Linked DNA regions of Rattus norvegicus: region 1 is linked to region 2. A link is a contact called in public Hi-C data. All regions are on one chromosome and are shown on one strand. The core of a region is the stretch at or near the end of the contact, and the rest is flanking DNA. Distances in the headings are between cores, read along the strand shown. Region 1 overlaps Atp13a3 (ATPase 13A3). Region 2 has its middle 46 kb from the start of Tmem44.

The links. Hi-C and Micro-C count contacts between places; a contact is called where the count stands out from the background.
Region 1: a Hi-C map of kidney shows a contact between it and region 2, with 5 times the contacts expected there. The contact joins two enhancer-like sites. A contact is called at or near these places in 11 of 12 Hi-C or Micro-C datasets (the A7r5 cell line, the Rat2 cell line, Schwann cells and 6 more) and 1 of 1 datasets of contacts at active chromatin or transcription factors (oligodendrocytes).

Annotation. Positions count from the first base shown.
Region 1 is chr11:83,887,331-83,893,710 of GRCr8, forward strand. It overlaps Atp13a3 (ATPase 13A3), which reads left to right. Exons shown (of 33, transcript NM_001109369.2): 3 at 3,987-4,087. The coding sequence starts at 4,037. Among named protein-coding and RNA genes, the nearest start is that of Atp13a3, 20 kb to the left of the region's middle. Within about 2 kb of position 1,436, at least 2 of the 93 cell types and tissues checked have an H3K27ac peak or open chromatin away from gene starts, as enhancers often do. A contact at or near this core is called in kidney and liver, where this site is marked.
Region 2 is chr11:83,727,968-83,734,320 of GRCr8, forward strand. No RefSeq gene overlaps it. Among named protein-coding and RNA genes, the nearest start is that of Tmem44, 46 kb to the left of the region's middle. Within about 2 kb of position 4,079, at least 11 of the 93 cell types and tissues checked have an H3K27ac peak or open chromatin away from gene starts, as enhancers often do. A contact at or near this core is called in kidney and liver, where this site is marked.

The sequences.
Region 1 (6,380 bases), core at 186-2,685, 160 kb after region 2:
CATTTCATTATAAATTCAAGGAAGGGTTTGGTTAAGGACAATAGCCTAGCCCTTTACTGTTAGATAACATCGGGATTCAGGCGTGCACTGTAGGCCGGAACCTGTGTGTGCTGGCAGGAGAGGATTTATTCAAATAGGAGTTCTGCCAGTGGCAAAGAACAGAAGGGCATATCTTCTAAAACCAATTTAAAGTTGCTGAATTAAAAAGTCCTAAATTTTAATATCATAACATCTTTAAAGCAATTTAAACAGAACCAGTATTTGGTATAAAATTCTAATGTTTGTGTGGATTTTTATGGTTTTATTTTATATGAAGAGCCAGCTTTTGAAAGCTGATGCGTCAGGATCGGAGAAGAGCAATGGTATAATGCTATTGGTAAGAAAAAATTCTTTTTCTGTGATGTAGAAATTGACTTGATTGAAGAAAAAATGCAGGCCACCTTTTCAAAGCTTGTTAATGCTTCACATGTCTTAGATGTGTGAAAAACACATTTAACATGCAACTTGGTTACATTTGTGTGTATGTATATATGTATATATGTGTATTTTTTAGTTTAAAGGAAACTTTATTGGGACCTGGTGAAGGGGGCAGACAGAGAAAGGTGACAGAGAAGGACAGAAAGAGAGGAGAAAGAGGGGAAGAGGAAGAGGACATTTGTATTTTTAAGACTTTTTTATTGTTCATTGTCTTTATGGAGTCCTTGTAATGTTAAAGGTTTATTTATATAAGCACTTACGTTTAGTTATCCGTTTACAATCTGTATGTTTTAGATGTAAGCACAAGCACAGTTGGGTTATGAGTTTTCCAAGTGTATTTGAAGGGTTTAATTCTTGGTAATTTCTTGTGAGGTGTATGATATATTTAAAGTTAATGAGATAGCTTCAGACTGTGGATTATTTTTTAGAACAATTTTATATTTAAATTAATTTTATCACTTTGCTAACTTTAGTAGAATTTGTTAAGCTGTTACTTTTGTCTTAAAGCAGTTGACTCATAGAGAAGTAATTCTGTATAAGGAGCTGCAGTATACTGTGGTCAGTGATTGCTGAGGAAGATTTAAGTATCGGTTGTCCTGCCCACTAAATCACCACATGATAACTCAAATAATTGGAGTATTCCTTGCTACGTTCTTTTAACTGTTTAAGATTTTGGGAATAAACTCAATGTTAAAATAAGGTCAACTTGTTAAGGAAATTTAGGGAAATATTTTTAAAATAGTAAACAGGCTCAATGAGAGCATTGAATTTTAATGGCAATTTCAGCTAGTCATACTGGTTCATTTCTTTATAATCCCACAAAAGAGGGAAAGGAGAGATAGGATGAAAAAGGGGGGTGAGATCAAAAACTTGGGCCATTGGTCTGCACTGTAAGCTCCAGGCCAGCCGGGGAAGAGGTTAGAACTGATCATTTAAATGTTACTGGCCATTGGAATTTGTTATGTAACTGCCAGGACTTTGCCAGGGACTAAAGTCTGAAGTGCTTAATCATTTGTATAAAGTGGTAGGCTATTTGCATTTTAACCTATGTGTATTCCTTTGCTATTCATGACAAGAAAAAAGGGTATTTGTTTAGTACTAGTGCTTTGTCTTCCCAAATATTTGTTCAACCTGGTTGGTTAAATTCTCTGGAAGTCTTCTGGGGAAACAGATGCAGTTTGGTGGGAGAACACTTAGTTATCACATACACTTCCCTAGCCAGGCCCTCCATACATTTCTCCAGCCCCTCAGAAATAATGCAAGCTGGTTCTGCAGTGGCAGTGACATGCCAGTTGTTGACCCTCTACTACTTACGATCATAAACCTCAGTATGCTTCATTAATCCATACCTCCTGCAGTTTTGATATATAATAATTTAATTTCTGAGAGAAATACTCTTTTTTTTCATCCCTTAGTGTTAGGGGAGTCTTACTCATCTACTTTGGTCTAAAAGGCTTTACAGAAGAAATAAATTCACTGTAAAGCATCAAGCAGCAGCCAGGAAACCAAGCTCACAGCATTTGGGTGTGGGTGTGGGAGTGGGTGTGGGAGTGGGAGTGGGAGTGGGTGCGGGAGTGGGAGTGGGTGCGGGAGTGGGGGGTGGCTGTGGGGGGTGGGTGTGGGGGTGTGGGGGAAAGGAAGGGTCAAGTAGCTCAGTCTGCTCATTCATGATTCCTGCCTCTGCCTCCGGGATGCTGGGGTCATAGGTGTGTACCAGCAAGTCCAGACCTTAAGAGATTGTGTACCTAAGAAATACACACACAATAGTAACTCCTAACACATTTTATTAGGATAACACTTAACCAACCCTGTATGACTCCAGGCACACTGAGCAGTCCTCTGATTGTTCCTTCCTCTATGTTCTTTCACCCTATGTCTAGGGTGAAAACTCACTGAGTTCACTGACAACTAGCCAAAGAGATTACTTAAAAGGGGAGAGGAAGAGATTACTAAAGAGATTTGTAAACTGTAAAGCACGGCCACTTTTCTTGCCAAGGTAATAGAAATTAAAGTTTCAATTTGGCCAGGTGGTGGTATAAAATCCCAGCACAGAGGCCAGCCAGGGCTACACAGAGAAACCCTGTCTCAAAAGACCAAAACCAAAGCAGACAAAAAACAACAACAACAAAAAATTAAAGTTTGTTATTGAGACAGTCTTACTATGTAACTCCAGTTGTCCCGGAGGTCACTGTGTGACATCGTGTGGCATGCTGGCCTTGGTTTTACAGATGTGCTCACACCTTCCAAGTGCTGGGCTGAGATTATAAAGTTATGAGCTATAACACCTGGTGTATACTAAAAGGTTTTGTTTTTGTTTTTAGGATAACTTATTCTTTGATAATTTCATGTCCATGTCTACTGTGTATGGATTTTAACATACCCGTCCTTTCTCTCTTCCCCATTGTCTTCTCTCCCACTTCAGAGCACGTTCTCTCAGCAAGCCTTTCTGCTTTCATGTACTTTTTCTGTTTTGCTATTATCCACTGAGTTTAATTAGGGTTGATCAGGTAACTTAGTAATGGCCATTCAACTGAAGAAATGGACTCTCTTCACCTAACAGCCATTAGCTGCCAATAGATCCTCAGGGATGGATGGGGGTCTCATGACTCTCTGTCCATGAGGAAATATCGATGGGATTTGCTACTGGGAGTTAGTTAGTGAGTACAGCTGTCATGTCATGTGTTGTGGACAGTATTTCATACTTTTGTTTGTTTCTCTTTTTTTTTCCAGCCCCCTATAATTTCGTGGTGTTCTTTCAGCCTTGGAGTGGGTGAAATAGTTGTCCTAAGTGTTTAGGGCTGGAGCTCTCAACATTTATTCTACCAGTTATGTATTGCTTTGCTAACTGCAGATGTTTCTCTGTCCAAGAAAACAATTGGAGGTAGTTTGAACAAAACAAGAATAATAGGTTCATTACTAAAGGGTCTGAAACTTCCCCAGACATGGGCTTTAGACAGATTTACAGGTCAAAGCATGCTTTCCATCCTGTGTGTGGAACGAGTCCCAAATCCAATCAGTGGTTGGTTATGTACGTAACAGTCATGACCCTATTAGATTTTGTGAGGATGTTTTACGTGACAGGTTGGTATTGTAGTGCAGAGTGTATATCTGGGTTTTGACCGTTGATGGTTTTCTCCAGTAGCAGTTTGCACAGCACCTTTTGGTAGTAGGAAAGCTACTCACCGGGGACTGTTTCTAACTCAGTTCCAACTTGATTTCTCCATGAGTGGTGCCATCAGCAGTGGGGTTTTAGCATCTAGTTCTGTTGGTGTCCAAGATCTGTTTTTAAAGAAAGCCAACATTTGTTTCTTTTTTTTTTTAAATTAAAGATATATTATGTGAGTACACTGTCACTGTCTTCAGACACCAGTAGAGGGCATCAGCTCTTGTTACAGATGGTTGTGAGCCACCATGTGGTTGCTGGGAATTGAACTCAGGACCTGTGGAGGAGCAGTCGGTGTTAACTGCTGAGCCGTCTCTAGCCCCAACATTTGTTTCTTTTCTTGCAGTTCTCTTCACCTGTTGAGTGAAGCACCGTACCTTTCAAGCCACTGTAGAGATGGACAAAGAAGAGAGGACGATTATCAACAAGGGACAAGAAGATGAAATGGTAGCCAACTTTCGTAATTTTCTGGGGAATAAAAGGATACAATTAAAGGAAAACCAACATAGACTGGGGGGGTACCACAGTGGTGGCGTGTTTGTCCACCTAATGTGTCGGCGCCAGCACCGACACGGTACCGAGAATCGGGCGAAAGCCTACGGGATGAAAGAAACATGCACACAACACACACAGGTTATGTGTCAAGCCAGGAGAGGAAGAGAGGACGAGAGGACAAGAGGGAGAGAGGGAGGGAGGGAGGGAGGGAGAGAGGGGGGGGGGAAGAGTGAGAGAGAGAGAGAGAGAGTGGAAGAGTGATAATCTCCTGTAGCTTTATTCACCACTTATATACCCAAGTCTCCAGGTAGAAAATAACTGGGAAGCACAGTGGGAAACCCTGGCTCGTGACTTTGGTAACAAAAGACCGACTAGGAGACCTGAATTAATTAGGGAGAAATCCCAGAAGACCAGCCTAAATCTCCAGGATAAAGGCTGAGGAAGCAAAAGGCAGAAGTAAATTGACCACCACCCAGGTGTGGTCCAGGTGTGTCGGTTCCACATGCATCAGCCGGGCTCAGCAGAGGTCATGCAGTGGAGACACCGGGTGTTTACTACTTGGTCTTTTCTTCCTGTGCCGTAAATACATGGGAGAGGCCTCTGTCCAACAATCCCATGACTTTAACTGTGGCCATGCAGTTACAAAGCGGCCAGGCCCAAATCCAATATGGCTCACTACACTAATGTACTGAGGCTCCAGGTTTGCTCTCTAGTGAAACACCCACTCACATGAATCAGAATTTTTGTATCCTTTCTAAGGGTGTGTGTGTGTGTGTGTGTGTGTGTGTGTGTGTGTGTGTGTGTGTGTGTGTTTTCTTTGCTTTAGACAACAAAGTCTTCACTGTAAAGAAAGCCACAGCTGGTCTGGAACTTGTTCTGTTGTTCCTGGCCTGACTTGAAGTAGTGAGCAGTAGTGATGGTAGCAGGGTTTCTCTGAGTAACCCTGGCTGTCCTGGACCTTTTTCTGTAGAACAGGCCTCAAACTCAGAGATCTGCCTTCCTCTGCTTATCTAATGCTGGGATTAAAGTTACGCTTCTCTGTGTCCTGACATTGGGTTTTATTGTTTATTTTTGGTTATTTGAATTGAGGTTTTTCGTTGACTTTTTAAAATAATTCATTTTTATGTGCATTGGGTTTTTTTGCCTACATGTATGTTTGTTTCAGGTGTCAGAAGCCCCACAGCTAGAGTTAGACAGGTGCAAGCTGCCATATGTGGGTGCTGGGATTGAACCCTGGTTCTCTGGAAGAGCAGCCCTTACCACTGAGCCATCTCTCCAGGCCTGCATAGTTTGGATTTTAGTATATAGATTTTCAGGGTTTTTGTTTGTTGAAGGTTTTCATTTTCTCTTGTAGTTTAGTCATAGTGAACAATGGATCACCAATTTATTTTGTCCATCAGAAGTATGCCTCTCCTGCAGCTTAAAGAGTTTCATCCTGAAGCGGGGGCAGGACTTTAAAATACCTGAGCCCTTATCCTGAGAAAAGAGTAATTTTAGATGTATTTCATAGCTATGTGACTTAATGGGAAGGTTAAAGTAGAACATTGGAGTATTATATATATATACTATTCATATATGATATATTGTAGTATTTTTTATATATATATATGGATAAATGACAGAACTTGAGCAAAATCCACTTGGTTCCAGATGGTTTTTTTCTCTTCCTCTGTCCCCTCCCACTCCTTCTTTTTCTTCTTCTTCTCCTTCTTTTGACAGTTTCATTACTTTTCAATTTTTTCTTTTATTGAAAAGATTTCTTTTTTTGCCCATTCCATATATTCCCCTCCCTCTGTTCCTCCCAGTTCCTTCTACTTCTCCCATTTGGATCTACCCCATTTTTGTCTCAATAGAAAATGAAAAGACATCTAAGGATAACAATAAAGCAAAATATTATAAGATAAATAAAACAGCAAATGAGAATAGGACAAAGCAAGCAGAAGGAAAGGAGCCCAAGGGAAGACATAAGAGTAGCCATAGACACAGACCCGTGTCTGTACACCCAAGAATCCCACAGAAACACAAAACTGGAAACCATAATATATATGCAAAACTTGTAGGACCAAAGGGCTGAAGAAATGGCTCAGCGGTTAAGAGCACTGACTGCTCTTCCAGAGGTCCTGAGTTCAATTCCCAGCAACCACACGGTAGCTCACGACCATCTGGAATGAGATCTGTTGCCCTCTTCTGGTGTGTCTGAAGACAGTGACAGTGTACTCATTTAAAAAAAAAAAAAAAAAAAGGA
Region 2 (6,353 bases), core at 2,829-5,328:
TGAGAGCACATCTCAAAATGAAAGAAAGAAAACTGTAACTGAAGAGCACACTTAGATTACCTTGAAATCATTTGGGCTTTGTACCTGAGTGGATTGTCTCTTCTCATAACACGAATCTCTAAGTTTAATTTTACTAGTTGAATTCCTCATTCTCACATGGCTTAAAGAAACACACACACAAAAGCACCACCTCCACCACCTCCACCACCACCTCCACCACCACCTCCACCACCATCACCACCACCACCACCTCCACCACCACCACCACCACCACCACCTCCACCACCATCACCTCCACCACCACCACCATCACCACCACCACCACCACCACCTCCATCACCACCACCACCACCACCACCACCACCTCCACCACCATCACCTCCACCACCACCACCATCACCACCACCACCACCACCACCTCCATCACCACCATCACCACCACCACCACCACCACCACCACCACCACCATCACCACCACCACCACCACCACCACCATCACCACCACCACCACCACCTCCATACCACCATCACCACCACCACCACCTCCACCACCACCACCACCATCACCACCACCTCCACCACCACCACCACCATCACCACCACCACCACCACCACCACCACCACCATCACCACCACCACCACCACCACCACCACCACCACCACCTCCACCACCACCACCACCACCACCACCACCACCACCACCACCTCCACCACCATCACCTCCACCACCACCACCATCACCACCACCACCACCTCCATCACCACCATCACCACCACCACCACCACCACCACCACCACCACCATCACCACCACCACCACCACCACCACCACCACCACCACCACCACCACCTCCATACCACCATCACCACCACCACCACCTCCACCACCACCACCACCACCACCACCATCACCACCACCTCCACCACCACCACCACCATCACCACCACCACCACCACCACCACCATCACCACCACCACCACCACCACCACCATCACCACCACCACCACCACCACCACCACCATCACCACCACCACATCCACCACCTCCACCACCTCCACCACCACCATCACCACCTCCACTACCACCACCACCACCTCCACCACCACCATCACCATCACCACCACCACCACCTCCACCACCACCATCACCATCACCACCACCACCACCACCTCCATCACCACCTCCACTACCACCACCACCACCACCACCACCACCACCACCACCTCCACCACCACCATCACCATCACCACCACCACCTCCACCACCACCATCACCACCACCACCACCACCACCACCACCATCACCACCACCACCACCACCACCATCACCACCACCTCCATCACCACCATCACCACCATCACCACCACCATCACCACCACCATCACTACCACCACCTCCACCACCACCACCACCATCACCACCACCACCTCCATACCACCATCACCACCACCACCACCACCTCCATCACCACCATCACCACCACCACCACCACCACCTCCACCACCACCATCACCATCACCACCACCACCACCACCTCCATCACCACCTCCACTACCACCACCACCACCACCACCACCACCACCTCCACCACCACCATCACCACCTCCACTACCACCACCACCACCACCACCACCACCATCACCACCACCACCACCTCCACCACCACCACCACCTCCACCACCACCATCACCACCTCCACTACCACCACCACCACCACCACCACCATCACCACCACCACCACCTCCACCACCACCATCACCATCACCACCACCACCACCACCACCACCACCACCACCACCACCTCCACCACCACCATCACCATCACCACCACCACCACCACCACCTCCATCACCACCTCCACTACCACCACCACCACCACCACCACCACCACCACCACCACCACCACCACCACCATCACCACCACCACCACCACCAGCAGAGCTGGGGAGACGGCTCAGCGTTTACGGGCTCTTGCAGACGACCCAAGTTCAATTTCCAGCATGCGTGTGGCCACTCACAGGTGTGCACGCCACACCCGCTCACCCAGCTCTTCCTATAGACGGACTCTTTTCCAAGGAAGCTGTGGAGAAAGTAAAGACTTAACAGAGGGCTTTCAGTGCCCGCCCTATTGAGAAGGCTCTCCGGGACACCCATCACACTTGCCAGTGATGCCCTAAAGTCCTCAGGTTCCTCGAAGGAAAGAGTGAGCGAGGTGACCAGGGGCCACTTTTTAGCGGCTTCCCATGTGTGGCTGGGTGCCAAGCAAAGCAGTACCGCCCAGCCAGGACGGGTTCCAGATCCCAGTTTGCTGGGGGCCCGAGAAAACACCAGGCCCTGTGATTCGGATGAGTGCCTGATGAGAGCCGCATAAAGATTCCTCTGTGGCTGTGAGTGATGAGGAGAGACTGTTCTAGGAAAGCAGGACAAACGGAAAGCCTGGAGCGTCCAGACACGGAAATTCTCTCCCTGAATTGCCTTTTCCTATTGAGATAAGATAATATACAATAAAACACAGGGCTATGGAAGGGCAGCTTCTAACCCCAGCAGAGCAGCCCGACGCAGGCCTGGCTGAGGCAAAATACTGTCTGGTGGGTGAGGACCTAGTGGGGCTCCAGCTGGACCCAGAGGGAAAGTCTTGTGGGACCCTGATTTCCTTTGGTTCTCGCTTGCTCGCTCTCCCACTCTCTCCCCCTCCTCCCGCTCCCTCCCCTCCCCCTCCTCTCCCCCTCCTCTCCCTCCCCTTCCCCTCCTCTCCCTCCCCCTCCTTCTCCTCCCTCCTTCCCCTCCCCTCCCCTTCCTCCTCCTCCTTCTCCTCTTCCTCCTCCTCCTTCCTCTTCTTCTTCCTCTCTCTCTCTCTCTCTCTCTCTCTCTCTCTCTCTCTCTCTCTCTCTCTCTATTTTTGAGACAGACTCTTACTATGTCCTGGCTGACCTCAGATTCACTATGTAGCCCAGGCTGCTCTTGAATCTCCTGTTTTAGTCTCCTCATTACTGACATTTTAAGTATGAGCTACTGGGCGTGGCTGTCATTACTAACCTCATGTATGTCCACTTCTGCCTGCTAGGATATGCAAAGACTCCTAAGAAGCAATGAAAGAACCCCTTAAACCCCAAAAGTGTCACAAATCCAAGTCTGCTGTCACTGTCCCGCAGCACAAAGCCTTTCCTTCCATCAGGTTTTCCCATTTTCAGGGCCAGTTCCGCTTCTCCTTGAAACTCACTGGGCTGCTGTCTTTTAATGCTGGAGCGCATCCCAGCCATATGTACAATTAAAACTGTGAGCACACATGGTTGAGGAGACCCTGAGATGTGGGGGCAGAGCTACATGGTGTGTTACCCCAGTCACAGAGCAGCCTTAGGCAGGAAATCCTTCTCTGACGTCAATCTAGTGACTTGCCTACGGTCCCAAGTGAGCTAGTGTCCCGAGGGAGCCCTCCCTGGCCTGTCAGAGAAGATGGAAGGCGGGGGCTAGGCCTGGACTAGATCAGTTACTTTTCTAGTCCCTATGACCAAGTATCCACCCAGAAGCAACTTGAGGAAGAGTTTTTTTGGGGGGCTCACAGTTTGAAGGGATGCAGTTCCTCATTGTAGGGGGGTGGTGCACGGCAGCAGGACAACTGCTCCCCTTGTAGTCAGGGGGCCCAGAGAAGTAAATGCTGAGCTCAGCTCCATTTCTTCTTATTTAGTGCAGGACTCCAGCCCACGGGGATGGAGCCAACCACACTCAGGGCAGGTCTGCCCTCCTTGGTTAAGCCTTGCTAGAAACACCCTCACAGATTCTCCCTGAGGTGTGCTGCACTTCTAAACCCAGTCAAGCTGATGAAGAAGAACCATCAGTCTGAGATATTGGCCTTAACGACTGAATCAGAGAGGCAGAACCAATCTCACTGAGCAGAACGGGAACCGGTGTTTGGGAAGCTTGGTAAGTGCCCTACCCTGAGCTACACTGCTTGTTACCTTCCTCTGTTCCTGGGCTGTAAAATGAGATCATTAATATCTTCCTGTCACACAGGGTTGTGAGACAAGGAATGTTGCTTAGTAGAACTGTAATTTCACCTCTCCCTGTACTCAGTTACTGGGAGGCAGGCCAGTGCTCCAACAGGCTGTCACAGTGCAGAACAAAGGTCGAATTCTCTCAAGGGGCCAACATTAAATTAGGCTTCTCTGGCTAGCTAGGAATGGTGTCACATTTCAGCCCTTTTGCCTTTCTTATCCCTTCATATTCTTTGGTTTCTCCCCTTTCTTTATATCCATTCAACTAATGCTTTTAAAGTTTTATTTATTTTTATATATATTGATGCTTTTGTCTACATGTATGTGTGTGTGAAGGTGCCAGGTCCTCTGGAACTGGAGTTACAGACAGTTGTGAACAAACATGTGGGTACTGGGATTTGAACCAGGACCTCTGGAAGAGCAACCAGTGCTCCTAACCTCTGAGCCATCTCTCCAGCCATCGACTAACACTTTCTGAGGAGTTAGTGTGTCCAGGCCACCCTGCTGGGGCTGAAAGGAGTATAAATAACACCCAGTGCTGGGCTGTGTTGTCTGGATATGAGAGTATAGTACCCTGAGGAGAGGTGGGGCAGTTGAAAACCAGAGCAGGGAGGCATTCACCAAGGATACAATCTTTGAGTCTGTCTTTGAAGAACAAACAGATCGTGATCTCCCAAGTAGAGGCAGCAAGAGGAAAGTCAAGAGCCCAGAGTGCATGGGTGCATACATGTCTCACACATGGGTGCATACATGTCTCTCATACATGGGTGCATACATGTCTCACACATGGGTATATGCATGTCTCACACATGGGTGCAAACATGTCTCATACATGGGTGCATGCATGTCTCATACATGGGTGCATACATGTCTCACACATGGGTGCATACATGTCTCACACATGGGTGCATACATGTTTCACACATGTATGAGCACAATTCCCCACCCCTTTATGACAGAAAGGCAGTTTCAGCCACACTCTGCCAGAAGCTTCTAAGCAATCTAGACCATTCCTGGAAATGGGACTGCCTGTTTGTCATGGGTTGTGACTGAATTAAAGCAATCGTCCTCCACCCTGGCCCTGCACCAGAATTACTTGTGGCTTGTTCTTGGTTTAGATTTCATTCATGTTTCCTGGCCCAACCCTTCATGTAGTCTGAATTAGGGACTGGGTTTGGGACCCCATAACTGCGTTCACCTTTTTGCAAACTCTAAGGGTAGAAATATCTTTTCATATTTGTTTTTCTAGTTTCACAGTAGAGCCTGGACGTTTGCCAGTGTGGTAGTGCATGTCCACAAGCCATAGCCCCAGCACACTGGAGGTGGAGGCAGGAGGATCAGAGGTTCAAGGCCAGACTGCTGCATAGCAAGTCTGCACACAAATATTTCTAGGAAATGACTACATAAGCCATATAAAGTATGTCTGTTGACAAGCATATGCATCCAAACACAATGAGTCAATAAATAAAAACGGACAACAGAAAGGCACATAGAACACAGCGGGACATAGGAAGCAAGAATAGTAAGAGACCAGTGATGGCTAAGTAAAAACCAACAAACATTAGTGGTCGTTACCTCTGCTGTGACTGCTGGCTGCCTCACGGTGTCACTGTTGGACACTGGTCCTACTGTGTCTTCAGCTGGCCCCCCCCAGGCTGTCAGGGCAGCTTTGGCCTTTGCTGGCCTTGGCTAAGGGAACTCACACTTGAGTGACACAGTAGTTCACCTGCAGAGGCTCCTCTCTGTCTACCTGTCCTCCAGCTGCTTCCAAACGTGTCACCGAGTCAAACCTCCTCACTGCAGGCTTTCCCCTCCACAGAGCCCTGAGGTGGCTGCTGCTTTTCTTTGACTACCTTGGAACCTTAGGGTGAAAATACATCCGGATTCTCAGACAGTGAGGTTGTTCTTTTAAAGAAAATGTCCTCTGAATCCTGACTTCGGCTCAGAAGGCTGTATTTAGTGGTTCCTATCAAGCATCTAAACCATTGGTTTTCAACCTTCCTAATGCTGTGACCCTTTAATACAGTTCCTCATGCTGTGGTGATCCCAAGCATAAAATTATTTTCCTTGTTACTTCGTAACTGTAATTTTGCTACTGTTATGAATTATGCTTTCCAATGGTCTTAGGTGATCCCTGTGAAAGGGTCGTTTGACCCCCGACTTCCCTCCAGAAGTCAAGACCCACCTGTTGAGAACCCCTTCAAGACTAGCAACAGCTGAGGAAGCAGATACCTGGGACTCCAAGGCAGGTGTTTGCTTCTGTAAGGAAGGAGAAAATCTCCCACATGCCTAACCTCTGCTTGGAAACTTTGTGGTGGGTGGTTGTTCAAAACCCAGCAAAAACCTCTATGCAGCCAGGAA